Linked DNA regions of Neogale vison: region 1 is linked to region 2. Evidence: chromatin contacts called from public Hi-C data. All regions are on one chromosome and are shown on one strand. Each heading gives the region's core, a stretch centred on a gene start, on an enhancer-like site or on the middle of the called end of the contact. The rest is flanking DNA. Distances are from core to core; before and after follow the strand shown.

Evidence for each region. Hi-C and Micro-C count contacts between places; a contact is called where the count stands out from the background.
Region 1: a Hi-C map of muscle shows a contact between it and region 2, with 6 times the contacts expected there. The contact joins the promoter of SRD5A3 here to the promoter of CLOCK in region 2. A contact is called at or near these places in 2 of 3 Hi-C or Micro-C datasets (fibroblasts and muscle).

What each region holds. Positions count from the first base shown.
Region 1 is chr11:24,246,469-24,250,813 of ASM_NN_V1, forward strand. It overlaps SRD5A3 (polyprenol reductase), which reads right to left and starts at 2,154. Exons shown (of 5, transcript XM_044224077.1): 1 at 1,876-2,154. The coding sequence starts at 2,096.
Region 2 is chr11:24,031,502-24,035,779 of ASM_NN_V1, forward strand. CLOCK (circadian locomoter output cycles protein kaput) reads left to right here and starts at 2,313. Exons shown (of 23, transcript XM_044226114.1): 1 at 2,313-2,488; 2 at 3,713-3,791.

The DNA of each region.
Region 1 (4,345 bases), core at 904-3,403, 210 kb after region 2:
AAAATATTTAAATATAGTATCTAGGCACATTTGTCTTTCTTTCTTGGCCTGGACTTGCTCTATCTTCTTCCAATACTAAAAGAAATGGTTTAAATAACAAAAAAACCAAAAATGAAAACAAAACATCATTTGGACATCATGGGAGGTTCTACTCTAGAATTCTAGAAGAAGAAAAAGGTGTAAATTATGGGAGAAATTACAAGCCCAAAGAGTAGTAATGAATAAAGGAAAGGTACCAGGTCTGTTTTCTTAGCTGTCACCTAATCAAGTGCTTGAGCACTAACAGCTGGGGAATGGGAGCCAGAGAAACAGCGGAGTGCAGGGAATGACTTGAAATATGTCCTTTAATCTAGGGACATCAATCTCCTTTTCAGAATTCAGAAAACAATTCGTCAGAATTCACACTAAGAAATATTTTTGCTTCACTTTATAACAGTAAAAAATGATAATCTGGGAATGCCATTGCTATAAAGCCCAAAAGGATGTACTGCAATCAAACTTGATTAAAAATAGGATAATGGATAATGTTTGCTTAAAAAGAGCCTCTAGGGGCGCCTGGGTGGCTCAGTGGGTTAAGCCGCTGCCTTTGGCTCAGGTCATGATCTCAGGGTCCTGGGATCGAGTCCCGCATCCGGCTCTCTGCTCAGCAGGGAGCCTGCTTCCTCCTCTCTTTCTCTGCCTGCCTCTCTGCCTACTTGTGATCTCTCTCTGTCAAATAAATAAATAAAATCTTTAAAAAAAAAAAAAAGAGCCTCTAATAAATACAGGGTTTGACTAATTTGTCCTAAATACTTCTACCTCTTCCCAGGGCCTCATTCCCTTTCTTCTTCCTGTGAATGTCCTACATCTTCCTTCTCAGTGTTAACACCTGAAGAATCTCTTTCCCAACAGACCAAAGTGGGGGCGATTATCCATGTTTCAGAAGCCAAGTTACATTCAGCCACATTCTTGTCTGTGGACCTGGGACCCTGTCTCTGAGAGGTTCATGCGATAACCTGGGGTTTTAATACATTTGAAACCTTATCACGTTCCTCCAGATTCCTTCCTAAACGTTCAACTTTCGATGCACCTTCAAGACAGAAGAGCCACTGCTGTTCTCCTACCGTCCAGAAGTGCTTGGCTGACTCTTCTCAGCTATGTTCTGAATTCAAAGTAAAACAATAAAAAAACCCCAAACAAAGCAAACTACAAGTCTTTACAATTCTGAAAGAACCCTACTTAAGCCCTAACGATTTAGATTTAATCTTTCACTGAACTTGGTTATGAAACCTGTTGAAAGTCAAAGCTTCGGGGTCAGTCTCGACAAAAATGCGCACTCCTGGGCCAAGGTGCTAGTGAGGAGGGTCGGTGTGGCCGAAGGAGGTGCCGCCCTGTGACCAGCGGCTCGCCCCTCGTCCTGACTTCGAAGGTCGGAGACAAATGAGAGAAGCAAAGGCGAAGGGCGGGCCTGCCTTCATGTCTACAAGTGAGTGACCTCAAGTTAGATCGAGCCCTACAGTGCAGGGGAGGGCTAAAAGGAAACTTTGGGACCAAAAGGCTATAACCTGACGCCGGGTGACCAGGCCTACATTCGGAAGCGCTACTTCCCCCCAGGGGAAGACTCGGTGCGGCCACACGTTCACGTTCACGTTCACGCGCGGCTCCGCATCCTCGGTGTCCGCGAGCTCTTGGGGCATTTCGCCCCCCCGGGCCACGACGCGGACGCGGCCGTGCCCCTAGAGACCCGCCGAGGCCCGCCGCGCCCGGAGACCTGTCAGGGCCTCCCGGGCCCGGGGGCCCCGCGCCCGCCTCTGCTGCCCCCTGCCGGCTGCCTGGGCCGGGCGCCCCGGGCTCTCCGCGCCTCGGCTTCCCGGGCTCGAGCCGGGGCGCGGTTACCTCTTGGGGACATCAAAGACCCGGCAGGCGGCCGGGCGCGACGGCCCCTCACGCTTGGTTTTCCCATAGCGGATCAGGTCCTGGAAAAGCGCGCAGCCCGGGAGCAGGCCGGGCGGCACTAGCTGCAGCAGCAGGGTCAGCAGGAAGGCGGCGGTCAGCGTGAGCCACAGAGCGCGCAGTGGGTTCAGCGCCCAGAGCTCGGCCACAGCCCAGGGAGCCATAGCCGACGCTTCGGGCCTCGGTGTTCCCAGGGCCCGAACCACCCGCCAGCGCTGCAGCGGCCGCTCGCGCGCCGCACACCGGGTGGGCGGGACGTCGGTGACGCAGCGCGGGACGCGGACGTGCGCGGCCCCGCCCAGGGCACGCCCCGGGGGCGGGGTCACGCTGGCGCTCCTTGGTTGTCCTCAGTCTCTAGTCTGACTCACGGACCTGTAGGCGAACCCCAAAAGATGATTCAACAATGTGATGCGAACAGCTGCAAGCCTGATTGCTGTATTTTTCAGTGGAAAAATGGAAACAATCCTGAATGGTGCACTCTATTTAGTTAAGTTGTGTTGCAATAACACGTTGTAATATCATGCAGACATTAACATGGTAATGATGAAGGCGGTAGAAACACGGAACGCAGTTTAGGGTAGCAGGAACAGGAGGTTAAGTGAAGATAAGTCGACTGTAAAATACATAGCTGTGATTGCAAACAACCATATGGTCAAATTGGCCTTCTGGCTGGGAAATGAGGGCTTTTCGTATGACTTAGGATCTCTTCGGCGGAGTCACCCCTTCATTTTTCTTCATTGTTTTTAGGTTGACACCGCAGAAATGCAGCTGGTCTTTCTAGGACATCTTTCCAGACAAGCTACTTGCAGGGACCAAGCTTCCTGGGTGACAGGGATTCTCTTTTAATTCTTTGACTTGGGAAAGGTTGCAAAGCAAGACAGGGGTGTGTGTGTGTGTGTGTGCGTGCGCGCGCGCGCACATGTCTGTAAGAAAATAGGAAATATTGACGCTAGAGGGAAAAGTCATCTTTCTTTTCCTCTCACTGTCTCTCTCTTCGTTCAGATTTTAGCCAAAAGAGTGTACAGCTCACATTCAGACAAACCCCCTGTGGAGGGCAGTGGCTGAACAGGAAGTCACAAGTCAAACCCTGCTGAGAGCATTTGTATATGTTTAAATCCTTTCAGGAGTGAATTATTTCAGAAGTGGAAAACCAGGCTAACGTCTGTTAGAAAGATCATTACCAATAAGCATAAGCCAGTTTTTTACCTTTCTTCATTTAATTACCAGTGCTATATGATAAACAAATCTCTGGCTTTGCCAGCAGTAAATGACCATGCAGTTCTACTAGTTCTTGAGGCCAAAAACCTTGCACTCAACCTTGATTCCTCTCTTTCTCTCACAGCCTAACTACAGTTAGCAAATGCTGGTGGTTGAGCCTTCAAAATTTGAAACCCAAATTCAATCAATTCAGTGAAACCTTTGGAGTCAGTGCTTTACTACAGACCCCAGCCAGCTCAATAAGTAAGAAAAAGAAAGGAAAGTTCTAAGGACTGCAAAATAAGAAACAAGCTGTCATTATTTGGAGATAGTCAGAAACTCCAATAGAGTCTAAGATAAGATATTAGAACTCACTGGACATTTTGGTAAGGTTGCTGAATACCAAAATCAGTTTATAACTGTTGATCATTTTATTTCCCAGCAAAACCAGAAGATAAATGTTTTAAAGATTTGACTTTAAATAAAATACTATGTTTAGGACTAAATCTCATAAGAGATAGGTAAGTCTTTTTCAAAGAAAAGAAAATCATACTTGTATTATAAAGGACATATCTAAAATGAGAGCTATACTAAGCTCACAGACTGGTTAAGATGATAATTCTCCCCAAAGTGATTTATGGAATAGATATAATCCTGATTAAATACTAACTTTTTGTGGAACTTAGCAAGTTGATTCTAAAATTTATATGGAAGGAGCACCTGGGTAGCTCTGTCAGTTGAGTGTCAGACGCTTGGTTTCAGCTCAGGTTATGATCTTGGGATCATGAGATTGAGCCTCACCTTGGGTTCTGTGGTCAGTGGAGTGTCTGCTTGAGATTCTCTCCCTCTCTCTCTACCCCTCCCCCTGCTCTCACTCTCTTTCTCTCTAAAGTAAATAAATAAATCCTTAAAAAATTTTATATGGAAGTCAGAAGGGCTAAAGATGGCCAAGGCACAGTTGAAGATGAAGGAGAAGGTTGGAGGATCACTCTATGAGACATGGAAGCTACCAGAGCTATAGTAGTAATGACGTCTGTGTGGTAAGGAAGTAGGGATAGACAACAGACAATGGAGCATGGTGGAGAGCCCAGAAACAAATCCCTATTATACACTTGACAGTATGATTGAGGTTGTGTGATACATCAGTTGGGAAAGGATGTACTTAAAATAAGTGAGGCTAGGACAAATGTGTAAACCTCAGGAGATAGACAAGAGT
Region 2 (4,278 bases), core at 1,063-3,562:
CTCTATCAAGACATCAACTAGGAGAATCAGTTGCAAAAGTGTTGGATGTTCTCAGTGTAAGTAACAGCAATGTATATCAGAAGGAATTAACAGAATATTTAAATTATATATATGTATCTGTATACATATATATATATATATATATTGTGTTTAGGGTGGGGACATAAATTTAGGATCTGTGCAACTATGAGGCAGAATGATGGTTTTAGGGAAAAGTGGAATCTGGAAGTTGGAAAAGTTTTTAAAAACATGATAGTTTACTTCTTGGAGAAAATATGGGAGAAACAGATAAAGTGAATCAAACTGTGGGAAATGTTCATGCAGTGGCAGAGGAGCAGAAAAACAGGACTATCAACAGGTCTTGGTAAATGATTAAACACAAAAAGAGAGAGTAAGGAAGGAGTCAAAGATGAATGAGTTGACAGTAGTGACTAAGAGGACAATGGAACCATTAAAAGGGGCAAAGGTATTTTTGAAGATATGAAGTCTAGAGATGATGTAGAACTGAGGAGGGATCACTTTAGAACAGAACAGAATGTAAACATCCATGCCGCAGGGGAAGCATTCAAACCCTCTGGTCTGGCTACAACCTACTTTATCTGTATTATCAACCTTGCCTCCTCTGGGGCTACCAGCATCCCTTGGAATTTTTAGTAGTAAGTGACTGGTTTAAGCAATAAAACAAACGTATGAAAGAACTAATTTAACTGAAATTTCGGTTATTTAGTCCACACTGGATTCAGGGCATCAAACACGTATCTAGGCCAAATCTCCATCTTTTAATCTGCTTTTTTTCCCAAGTTACCTTTCTTCTTAGAATAACCCATGAGTGAAAAGATGGCTTCAGGCCCCCCTTTTGCTAAATTTAAATCCATTGTCAAAGATAGAGCACCCTTCTTGGTAAAACCAGCCTAAAGCCGAGCATTAACTCAAATATGCTTTCACCCTGGAGTCCTGCCGCAGCCATATGGGCTGAGTGAATAGTTTCCCAAAGGAAATGATCAGAATAGGGAATGAAGAACAAAAAGGTCTACTAAAATCCCTTCTGCTATATAATGGAGTAGCTTAACAAATCCTCTTTCCCCACACTTGACAGGAAAATCCTCAGGTGAAGGATGAGGGGTAAGTTCCTCAGTTTTGATGTTCTTTTTCCTCTGAGCATACAGCAAGAATTTTGTTTGATTATTTTAAAAGGATTTTGTCAGAGTGCACACAAGCTGGGGGAACACAAGGCAGGAGAAGCAGGCTCCCTACTGAGCAAGGAGCCCCATGTGGGATTCGATCCGATCCTAGAGCGCTGGGATCATGACCTGGCCCATCCAGGAGTCCCCATCAAGAATTTTAAATGCTTACTGAGGTGCATGTTACCTCCAAGGGAGCAATTTACAGCCCAAACGGTTATTTTTTTGAAACAAGATGGCTTCTATTTTAAATCCAAAGGACATTCATTACAACAAAAAAAGACTAGGAATTAGGACTGTATAAACTTCTTTTCTAATCACTTAGAACTACTGAAAAGTGCTTTCCCATGTGGACTGTGTTTTATGCATCAAGGGAAGTAATTTCCCCTAACGTAAGTAGGAAGTCACACATTTTTCTAACCAGGGAAGCCGTGCAAATCAGATCCTGGTGTATCCCACTGCTTCATTCCCCATCTTCCACTGAACTGTCGCCAGGCCTTTAAGGCCAGGTGAAAAACTCCCAACGAACACCTCCTGACCTCCTTTAACCTCCCGCTGCAGCCCGGGCGCAGACCCGGCCTCCGCAGGCCCACCCACCAACAAGCAGCGACCCGAGCCGCGCTCCTTTCAGGGAGAAGGAAAAGACGTCTCGGGATGTCTCTCCACCTTCGCAAACAACCTCTCCCAGTCTCAAGAGAGGAAACGCGAGTGATGCCGCTGGAGAATGAAAAAAGCCTTCCGTCTGCCAACACCCAGAAAATCTTCCCCGGCGTGCTGGCCAACAGAGAGAGGGTCCCCTTTCGGGCCTCCGGGTGCCTCATCCGGCAAGGAGCTCTCCCTCCTCCTCCTCGCTCCCCGCAACCGGTGAAAACCAAAGCCGCCCGGACCTAACGCCAACGCTCCCCGGTCCGACCGTACCCTCCACCCGAGCAGGCCCCGCCTCCCCAGCTTTCCAGTAATGAGAGCCGGGAAGGGGGCGCCGGGGAGATCCCGATTTCCCTCCGCAGACGGCGCAGACGCACGGCCCGAGGGAGCCGAAGTCTCATCGGCGCCCGGGATCCCCTCCGCGGTTCCGCGCTGCCTAACGGGGCAAGTCGCATGCGCACGGGGTTGCGCCGGGGAAAGGGAGAGTGAGGGGAGGGGCAAATACTGAGCGCCGGCCGTCGGAGCCCGCGGGGGTCACTGACGACGCATGCGCCAGCAGGGAGCGCAATCACAGACTGGGCTTGCGGCTACCGGCTTAAAAAGGAAACCCCCGAGAGCGAGAGCGCGAAGGAAATCTGGCCGCCGACGCGTGCGCGCTCCCGGTGAGTAGCGCCCCACCGGGTGGGCCCGGGGCCTGAAGTCCGTCGGTAGGCTTGCCTCGGCGGCGCATGCGTGCTCCCGGTGCCGGTGGAGGAGGGGAAGGGAAGGGAGGGGGAGGAGCGGGCGGCAGTAGCGGTGAATTTTTTTGGGGGGGGGGTGCGCCACTCAGCCCCAGGTGCTGCTTGTGCTGGGAGCCGCTGTGTCTCCTGGACGCTCCGGGTTAGTGGTTCCGAGTCACCGCAGCCAGACTCCAGGGTGGGGGAGGGAAAAAGCCGGAGCCGCCGCAAGCCACACGGTAAGGGCGCGGAGAAGGGGAGGGAGCGGGGGGCGGTGTGTGTGTGTGTGTGTGTGTGTGTGTGTGTGTGGCCGGGGGGCGGCGGCCGAGGGAGGGGAAGGCGGGAGCTGAAGCCCAAGTTTTGCCTGTCGCCCTAGTGTGCCTTTTCCCGGGAGTTGGGGTGGAGTCGCGCCCTGGTTGAGGGGCCCTCCGGGGCTGCCGGGGTTACCTGCGGGGCAGGGGCGGGATTGGGGTGCACGGTGGGGCCGGTGGCCGGAGCGCGCCTCCGGGCTGGGGCCGGTTCCAGAGGCCGGGAAAGCCGGAGACGCGGTGCCGAGAGGGCTTTCGCTGGGGACCCGCTAGGCCTTGTGACCCACTTTATTCCTGTCACAACTCGGGCACGTTTGGAGCGGGGCCCAATGGGGCGCCGGGGCGGCCAGCTCCTCCGGGGAACCCCCGCCCTCCCGGCTGCCGGCCCGCGCGCCGCGGTCCGCTGTCCGAGCGGCGGCCTCCGCCCGTGGGCTGGTTCCGTTAGTGGTCGTGGTTCCGGGGCTCGGTTCCCGGGGAACGCGCGGCTTCGCGCGTCCAGCGCGGGAGACTGCGCGGGTTCGAGGGCTCGCGGCGCGGCGCCGGGTCTTCCTTCTGGCGACCCGCGCCTCCCCGCGCCCTGTCACCACCGCGGCTGGCTGTTCTAGATCCCTTTCCGCCCGCGAAGCTGGAGTCTGTGGATCTGGTCCTGGCGCTCTGGCTCCTGGGGTGTAATTTCCAACACGTAGCGCCGCAGAGCTTGTATTCTTCAGAGTGTTTCGTTGGGGTACAGGTCGTCCTGTTGATAAGTCAGCAGGATCCTGAGATAATGTCTTGGCCTCTGATCTGGGGATTGAAGATCGAGTCAGGTGGTCGTTGTCTTGCTCTTAGGAAGGCTTACTAGCCTTTATTTTTTCCTTTACAGTGAAAGAAAAGCACAAGAAGAAAGTTTTACAGTCATTATTGATATGACTATTCTGCTGATCCCCCAAATCAAAAAAAAGGTAATTTCACGTGAAGATTGCTTTCTAAGTTGTCGCTTTATTTTTAGTGATTTGAGAGTTGTGGTATGTTTGTGTCTTCACCTGCTTGAAAAACAAACGTTCTGAAACGGACGTAATTTAGCTAATGAGTTGCTTTCTTCAAAGTTCTCTCCTGGGACACCTCAGATCTGGTTTGTTTTAAAATCTTGTTGGGGGAAGGAAACTAACTCAGGTATTAGGTATTTGAATGAACAGAATGTCATTAGAGGTTAGCCAGAAGACGACAAATGAAAGTGGTGGTGGAGCTAGTCTTGATCAGCCGTGAGAAAAAGAATGAGGAAGCTTTTTGTGCACTGGCATGGAAAGATCTGCAAAATACGTTATAAAGAGGGGGGAACCCCAAGGTGTAGGACAGTGTGAATAATGTGCTTTATGTGTTAAGATGTGGGGGAGGAATAAGAATATGAACTTGTGTTTGCTCTTCAATTATAAAGATACTCTGGGAGGA